2 separate regions of the Anas platyrhynchos genome follow, and region 2 is linked to region 1. A link is a contact called in public Hi-C data. All regions are on one chromosome and are shown on one strand. The core of a region is the stretch at or near the end of the contact, and the rest is flanking DNA. Distances in the headings are between cores, read along the strand shown.

What was found. A called contact is a pair of places that touch in the nucleus more often than the background predicts.
Region 2: a contact with region 1 is called in a Hi-C map of subcutaneous adipose tissue, with 2.4 times the contacts expected there. The contact joins the promoter of OSBPL8 here to the enhancer-like site in region 1. A contact is called at or near these places in 5 of 8 Hi-C or Micro-C datasets (F1 follicle, liver, skeletal muscle and 2 more).

What each region holds. Positions count from the first base shown.
Region 1 is chr1:40,226,740-40,231,296 of IASCAAS_PekinDuck_T2T, reverse strand. OSBPL8 (oxysterol binding protein like 8) reads left to right here. Exons shown (of 24, transcript XM_027454754.3): 5 at 4,211-4,281. Among named protein-coding and RNA genes, the nearest start is that of BBS10, 32 kb to the right of the region's middle. Within about 2 kb of position 3,261, at least 2 of the 8 cell types and tissues checked have an H3K27ac peak or open chromatin away from gene starts, as enhancers often do. A contact at or near this core is called in subcutaneous adipose tissue, where this site is marked.
Region 2 is chr1:40,283,697-40,287,733 of IASCAAS_PekinDuck_T2T, reverse strand. OSBPL8 (oxysterol binding protein like 8) reads left to right here and starts at 2,498. Exons shown (of 24, transcript XM_027454754.3): 1 at 2,498-2,655.

The DNA.
Region 1 (4,557 bases), core at 2,012-4,511:
AGAAGTAATATTTTTTTTCTCACTAAGGTATTCTAGCTGCAGGTGATATTTGTTGAGAGGTACAAAAGCAATATTTGAGATACAGAAGATATTGCATGGTTCGTTTGCTTATTTTTTCCCCTTCCCTTGAGATTGATTAAGAGACAGACTGCAGGTACAAATTCAAAGAATGGTACCTTCAAAATCAAAGTTTCTTAACCAAACACTTCTGTTTTAAAATGTACCCTACCATAGACTTAATCCTAAAGATTCTTGAACACTAATCTTGCAGTGTTTCTACTCAGAATTTTTTGACCAAGATGATGTTTTGGGGACTTGTCTTTGTTTTGGTATTGACAGTGTGTCAATTCTATGACTGGTTTGGGTTGGAAGGGACCTTAAAGATCATCTAGTCCAGCCCCCCCTGCCAAGCATCCTTTTTTTTTTTTGTTTCAAAAACATCATCTTGCACATACGAAGTTCTGGTTGTTCAAGTTGCACGCAGTTGTCCGACTCTCCTATCTTTCTGGAAGTTCATTGTCAGTTTTCATCTAAATTTAAGCCTACAAGTTTTAGAATGACCCAATGGGAACACAGTCATTGAAAGTTTTCATTGGACTCTTAAGATCATATCATGAACTATAGCTGACTTCACTGGGTTTTGGTTCTGTTAAAACACAGTGTTGCTCTGAACAGAAACTCTTATCCAGAATTGCTTTAGAGGCTACAGTAGTGCAACTTGTGCTTAAAAATAAATAAATCTGCAAGTGCCTTAAATAATATTAGGGGCTTAATCTGCAGCTCTGAAGGCTAATTCAGACTGCATTTGCTTGCTATTACATCTGAAGATTGCTCTCATGAGTTTAAATTAAAAAATGATAGAGAAATCCAAGAGATTTAATAGTGAGGAGTGACAGAAAAGGAATTCATCACTTGAAGTTCTGCATTGTGAAAGGTGGGTTAAGGTTACCCTATTAAAGAGTTACCTATTGAATTATAGGACTGGAAGTAGCAAGAACACTAAAATATTAAGCCTCAAACCACTGATGATAAACATTGAAAAACTTGAAACACTTTATTTTTATTAGAGACTACCTCCTGCCCTAGCAGCCTGTGCTCCAGGCAGTGACTTCAGTGACTTTTTTGTGTTTATTAATATCAAGTATAACTTTTAGTACCTCTGGGGCTAACAAAACTACAAGAAGAGCAATAACACAAAGCATCATTTTGAGGCACAGTGTTCTTGGCTATGCTATTATCCTTGTCAGATATCTGTAGAGAAACTTCTGGTTCATAACTGGTAGCAGGAAGGGAGAAAACAGCATTTACAATATACACAGAATCAATAATAATTGTTTGGATGTTGTTGTTTCCTTGACCAAGTATTTCTCCAGCAGAGTGTGTTGTCCTCAGTTGGGGCCTGTATATAGCCTTTTGTGATGTTTCAGTACAGATTTCCCTGCAAGTATCATCTCAAGTTATTCTCATAAGAAACAAAACTATTTACTGCATGGACATGCCCCTGTCTTTATGGAAATGCACTGGCAAAAGTGTGTGTTACGCTGAGGAAGGTTGTGACTGGAGTAGCACCTGAATAATGATATTTTTTTTTAACATACATTTTGTCACATGGAGAGAAAGGCCTTCTGCTGTATTCTGGGTTAGCTTATTCCTTCCACTGAGAGGGGAGCTAGAAAAAGGATAGCTCAGGACATGGAGCTGACTGCTTGGGTTTTTGTTAATAACCGAGACAAGATAGAGCGAAGTGATCCAGACTCTGCAGCACCGTGACTTCAGTAGTTGGGATTCACCAGCAAGTCCCTCAGACATCATTTTGCTGTTTGTGTGGCTAAGGGAGGGATCAGTAAGTGTGGTGGCACATTTGTAAAGCAGCAAGTGCGTGTACCTCTTGGCCTTGAGGCACTGGGAGTGAGAAGGTGAGGTTCAGGAACACAGCTTTGGTCTTCACCTCTGACACTGCTCTGTTCTATTTCTGCTTGGTGATACTGATGAAAAGCTTGTTTATAAAAATCAAAATGTGTGTATGTTAGATAAGGGTGTATAAAGTCCTTAAAGCTGTTGTGCTTATAAAGAAAGCTGTGAATTACAGCTTCTCTTCTGTTAGCACAACCCTGACATAGCACTTCCTCGGCAATTCCCATCACTAGGTATTTTGTGCCTGTGTTTAAAGAGATAAATGAAACCTGGAAGGTCATTAGGAAGTCCCTACGTTACATTTTCAGTGGAACTTGGTTCCTAATTAGAGATTTGTTTTGGGTGTGGGGTGAGGATAAGACATCATTACTGTGATTCTAGTGCATGTTTGACTGCCTGAGACTGGCATCACATCCAGTAACTTCTCACTGAACGTAGGCCTGTCCTTTAAGGCTTGAGGTGGCCTTTGTTTTGTTCCAGCACCTAATTACTGTTCCTGTTGAAAATGTGCTTTAGTATTTGGTTTTAGGTATCCAACATGGCTTCTGTGCTATGGATCTTGACACGTCTATTATTTTTGTATTATTATTTTTTGCCAAATTCCCCAGTGCTACAGATCTTCTGCCTGTCTAGGTACTTCTTCCCTGTGGCCAAATAGCCTTCTGCATTATACGTTTTTGTTAGCTGAACAAAGCCCTCACAGATGCATTAAAAGCATGTCAAAAGGAAGGGTTTAATGAACTGGGTATAAGGGCTTCTGTAAAGACATGTAAAGTTTTGTGTAGACAGACGTAAAATGTAATTGTATTGCAGTATGTATATATATAGTTAAGTCTGTTCTTCATCAGAATCTCTGCAAAAGGTAATAAATTAAAGAAGAAAATAACAAGAAAAAAAAATGGTTACTGAATGAAAACTAAGAGGAATCTTGTATTTCTCACATAACCTGAAGAGCAACCTGATTTCCCAATAACTTGCTGAAACTTCCCAAGATGTGTATTTGTGATAGAGGTATTAGTGCTGTCTTAGCATTTCTGGGTGGTGTAAGTGGTGGAAGGGTGAAGATATTAATTTAAAAAATAATAATAATTTAAAAATCCCTCATTAAACAAACTACTCAACACTGCTACAGAAACTTTCAGTTCTTGTGGGCCGCACGGAGCCTACACACACATGCATACTCATGCATGCACTCCCCTGAAGCACATGAAGTGAACTCTCTGGTGAATCCCATCCTGTCAGAGGAGTTAGGGCCAATTTCTCCGACCAAGTTGTGGCCTGGGTGGACAGGGGGAGCTGGGATGGGGCCTGGGCCTCCTCCTGCCCGCAGTTTGTGCGGGTGTGGTGCCCTCTGGTGGGCCCGGCCTCCGGGCTTTCAGCTGCCTGGGCTGCTCCTTGCCTTCAGCTCTGCCGTGTGGCAGGGGGGCATGCAAGTGGTGGCATTTCGACTCAAATAAATGCATCGAGGGATTTGTTTTATTCCAGTCTGGAAGACCTTATGCTAGAACCAACCTTCTCAAAGAAAATGGGTCACTAATGTGTTCCGTCTGGTAACTGCACAAGATTATTTTTCTGAACGTGGAAGGAGAGCCCCGTGTGCTGTCCCATGGGACGTGGCAGCTGCACAGCAGCGTTTCTGCAGGTCGTGGGCCCCCTTCTGCTGCCACACATGTCCCGGCCACCATCAGTGACTCACTGTGCTCTGTGGGTGCTGAGAAACTGGTGGGGCTGCGTTGTGAGTCATTCACGTTAGTGTGGGGTTTTGAACTTTAAATATAAGGTATGTTGAGGCAAAAGTATAAATTCGAGGCTAATACGAGCAACCTGTTTCATGTACTTGTAAGAAACACACTTGTAAGAAATCGACTGGCAATCTTAATCCATGTTGTAGATTTGCTTTCACATGTGTGGATTTTAATGATTATTTGTAGCTAAAGAAATGAACAAACCCAAACTGACTTTATTTGGTGTTGTGTGTGCGGGTAAGGGAGATGGGGAGCTGAAAGGACAAATTTTGTTGATCGTATTTTCAGCTGGTCAGGTCATTGGGTTGGGTGCAGCACCGTCCAAATGCAGTGGACTGTTCTCACCTCTCGGAGGGTTTTAATTCAGCCTATACAGCAATAACTGATACGTTTTCAATTGATGTGATGATCTAGTATGTATATGATGTTTGAAAATCTGATTTGGTTGTGCTTTGTATGTTAAATACAGTTTGCAAATTTATTTCAAAGGCTAGCTCTTGTAAAATGTAAAGCACTCAAATCATTTGCAATGATGCTGTCTTTTCTTTAAGGTTTTGACAAAGGGAAGGATGATGTGTCACAAAATAAAGAGGATACAGCACATTCTATGTCAAAAAGCAAGGTAAGGAAAGCAGCCTTGGTTAGGGTTTAAAATGTCAGCATACAAAGGAGTTGAGTGTCTATTTTAATAAATGCAAATGTATTCAACTTTCATTGCAAGTAATCTTGGAGATTACTCTTCAGATGTGGTTGTAGATAAAGACCAAAATGAACTTTAATGTAGTTCTCAAGATGACATCACATGAAGGTATACAGTTCAAATTAGTGAAAATGAAACGTGGAGTCCTCTCACTTTGATCGTGGTGCAGATGTTGCCTCACCAAATGTAATGTACAGC
Region 2 (4,037 bases), core at 1,249-3,748, 57 kb before region 1:
AACTGCACTAGTAAGCCCTAATGGCCCTGAGAAGCCTCCATGGGCCCAGGATCTCTATTTAGGCTCAGAGCTGGGCCTCCACCCTTGTGGGAGCTGTGTTAGAGGACTGCAGTTCTGCAGATAGCTACAGCTTTGCCCATTCTTGGTCACAGAGCCCTTTGATACAGATCGCAGCGTGTGAGCTGACTTCCTTGCTGGACCTCACCTCAGTCTTACTGCTATTGTTTCATCCGGCAGTCACTGGACCTGATCCAGCTGTGGCCTAGGCATCTCATTCCTGGCTTCGCCTTGAACCCACCTCTTCACCGTGATATTCCCTGGATGCTTGGCTGAACATGGCCACCATCTCCATGTCTGTCCTGTCTGGGTGCTGTGAAACTGCAGCCTGGCTGGTGCGGACCCTGCCCTGCCACCTCTGTTACCCCTCTGCTACGTGATACCTGGTCACAGGCATGCTTCACAGCAGATCTGTTACACAGGCACATGCGATGTAGGCAAATGTTTTCACCACTCAATGTATTTGTGGTGCCAGTTAAGTGTTTCTTCCACCTGACAGTCCAAATGAGTGAGGAACAAACTCCCACTACTTATTAGCATTCCAGGTTCTCAGATATGAAAATATGGTTTGTGGTTATTTTCCCCTCACCATAAGAGGTCCCTAAACAAAATGTCTGTGATATAATCCACGATTGTGCAACCTTTGAGAACCCATGTCAGCATTTATTTGATTCAGTTTAAGCCATGTGAGCAGAGGACTGAGCTTCTCCATAAATGATTGCTGTTTTGGTGTGCTGACAGCCTCACGCTTCTACCACAGATCAAAATACAAGCACTGTAATGCTAAGAAAGCACTTTGGGAATGAGTAATAGGAGTTTACTGGTGACCTCCAGGAGAAGCAAAAAGCGCAGCATGGGTTCACCTCGCGCACTTGCAAAGTGAACCGACTCCTAGCTGCCCCCCCTGCCCGGTGTCATATTCCTTGTGTCGGACACCGTGACCTGCTGTGGCTCTTCAGGACGACTTCAAGAGCACGTTTTTTGCTGGAGCTCTCAGGGTGCTACCAAGCAAATCTGGTGACTGTGGAAATAGCTGCAAAAGAAAGGAGCTCTGCCACAAGGCAAGGTGGGAATGAGTCACGAATTGCATGCACGGCCAGAACTGCTGCCCAAAGCCATGCTCAGCCCGTTAGCCAGACCACAACTAAACTCATGAATTAAAGCTCTACAGGGAGAAAACCTGCATGGGTAACTCTTAAACGAGTGAATTATCTCCTTCCACAGCCTTCCTTTGGGGAGAAGTAGCATTTAGTTATACAAAGCTTTGTACAAAGAAACTTCAAATAATTTATAATAATGAAAATAATTGTTCTCTGTATTCTTCAACAGTTTGTACCTAATTGCTGTGGAAGGAAAAAAAAAAAAAAAAAAGCAATCTGCTGCAGCCAGGAATACATACAAGACATTTCTACAGAAGTATTTGAAAGGGAAAAAAAGGCACTGATGAAAGATACTCAGCCTTTTAATTAACTCGGATTATTCAAGGAACAGAATGAAAAGATTGTGAGTGGAACATTAGCCCAAGATAATGGACTCCTAGTGACACTGCTACATAATGAGGTACAGCAGATAATACTCTGAAAAATAGATTGAGCTGGAAGTCTTATTTTTGGGGTCAGAAACATTAATCCTTTGACAACTTTCTGCATCGTTAGTTAGCTGGGCAGTGCCAAAGGTGCCAAACGCTTCTGAATGCCCTGACGGTACTTTCTCTTGATGTAAGTGGAAAGAAGATGCTCAGCATTTCCAAAAGTTACTCAGCAGTTTGCAGCTGCTTCCAGTTGTATCAGCTGGCAGGTGATGAAAACTGAGGTACATTTTCATTTTATTTTAAAGATGGGAATGTGATATGTGAGCTGCTCACTGCGGTTTTATATTGCCAGTGGCACGTTTAAAACTGCTATGAGGGGACCTGTAATGAGATGGGGAGCTGGGGGTCAGCCTCTTGTCGCAGATAACCAGTGGTAGGACGAGAGGGAATGGCCTCAAGTTGTGCCAGGGGAGGTTCAGAGTGGGAATGAGGAGACATTTCTGCTCAGGAAGACTAATTAGGCACTGGGATGGGCTGCCCAGGGAGGCGGTGGAGTCACCGTCCCTGGGGGTGCTCAAGGCAAGGTTGGATGTGGTGCTTGGGGACATGCTTTAGGGGGTGACATTGGTGGTAGGGGACGGTTGGACCAGATGATTTTGGAGATCTTTGCCAACCTTAATGGTTCTGTGCGATTTTTTTAAAAAACAAACGCGGATCCAGCCCCCCACGGCCCCCTCAGCCGCGGGGCGGGCCCTCCGCCGGCAGCCCCGTGACGGGGCGGGGCGGGCCTGCGCTCGCCCCCGCCCGCTGGCGGCGGCGGATGAGGGGATCAAGCGGCGACCGGGGAGCGGGGTGCGCGCCTACGCGTGCGCGCGCGCGGCCGGGGAGCGGCGGGGCGGGGCCGCGCCGGGGCCGGGGCCGAGCACGAGGACGAGCACGGGGGTGGGAGGGGAAGGGGCGCGGGCACGGGCACGGCGCCGCTCTGCTCGCAGCGGGCCGGGCTGAGCCGAGCCGAGCCGAGCCGAGCCGAGCCGAGCCGAGCCGCTTCGCCGGAGGGTGCAGGCGAGGTGAGCGGTGAGCGGGGTGCGGGGGGCGAGGCTTGGGCAGCGGGGCGGTAACTCGCGTTCGGTACCGACCCGATTGGGGAAATTTTTGGGGAAAAAAATAAATAAATAAAATGAAACGAGCGGGTCTGCCCCGCCGCAGCGTGCAGGAGCCTTGTCGGACAGACCCCTTTTTCCCTCCCCCAGACATAAGTAAGGGGCAGAGCGCCTCTGAAGCCCGCTTTCCCCTGAAATCGCCCCAACGCGGCGCCTTCAGAAAATGGCCATCGGCTGCCAGCCCCGGGGCGCCCCAGATGCGCTGCTGGGGTTCCCCGCGGTGCTCGGGCTCCGTAACTTGTAGAGGCGAGGAGCAGTTTGTGCTGCTGCAGGAGCAAAATGCGGGGCTGGGGCAGGGAATGGGGTCAGGACCGGCAGTGGTCCCGCTGCGTGGTCCCGGTGTCACTCCTGAGGAAACCGAAAGGCTGGGGTTAGTGGGAGATGTGCCCACAGGCTGTGAATGTCATGTCCAAGTGACCGAGAAGCCTGCTAGGGGGCTCGGTGCTTTCTGGTGCTGGTCCCTTGGCCTTTTGTTAGGGAGCAGAAGATGAATTTGTTGCAGAAGGGGCACGGCATCGCGGAGATGAAGCTCCCGGGTGGGCCAGGCAGCGTTTTTTTACGAGCCTACATCAAGCTCTGAGGTAATCAGGTCTGTGATTAAAAGCAGAACGGCAACGTGTGGTGTTCAGCGAATGAGAGAATTGTGAAGGAAACGTGAAAGGACCTTCAGTGAAGACACGGTGAGGAAACCGGGTAGCCTGACTGCCTCAGAGCGCGGGGTTTCTTCAGTTGCGCTCAGTGTAACAGAAGCCCTGCAAGCATCAAAGTTTGATGGCATTCCCCAAACTGTAATGCGGAAATCTTGGTCAGGTAACTTATAGCTTTTAATATGCTACGCCGTTAATGCAGATCCCGCTTGCGTGGCAGATGTGCTGCTGAAGAGACGGGGAACAGCTGAGAGGTTTTTGTGGCAGGTACTTGCGCAGTCCCTGTCATGACAGGAAACGCAATACCGTGGTTCTTCACCTAGGCTGTTTCGGCACGCTGCTGAGGAAGTAAGAAGTACAGCTGCTAGATGTCGAGCAGCTCTGCACTAAGTGAACGGTACCGTCGTTTTTCCCCTCCTTTCCCATTCCGTGTTTGTGCTGATGTCAAGTTAATAAAGCTTTTCTACTTTGCTAAACAGCCCGTTCAGTTAGCTTTTGTTATAACCTGTAGTTGACAGCTGTATGGTTCAGCAGTGCCTCTGTTTGAGATGCAGGAGGTGATGGGCACAGTCTTGGTGAGGGGGGGAAGTTCTTCCACAGGCTTCAGTTTCTTTTAGAGGGCTGCTTCTGGATTTTGCTCGA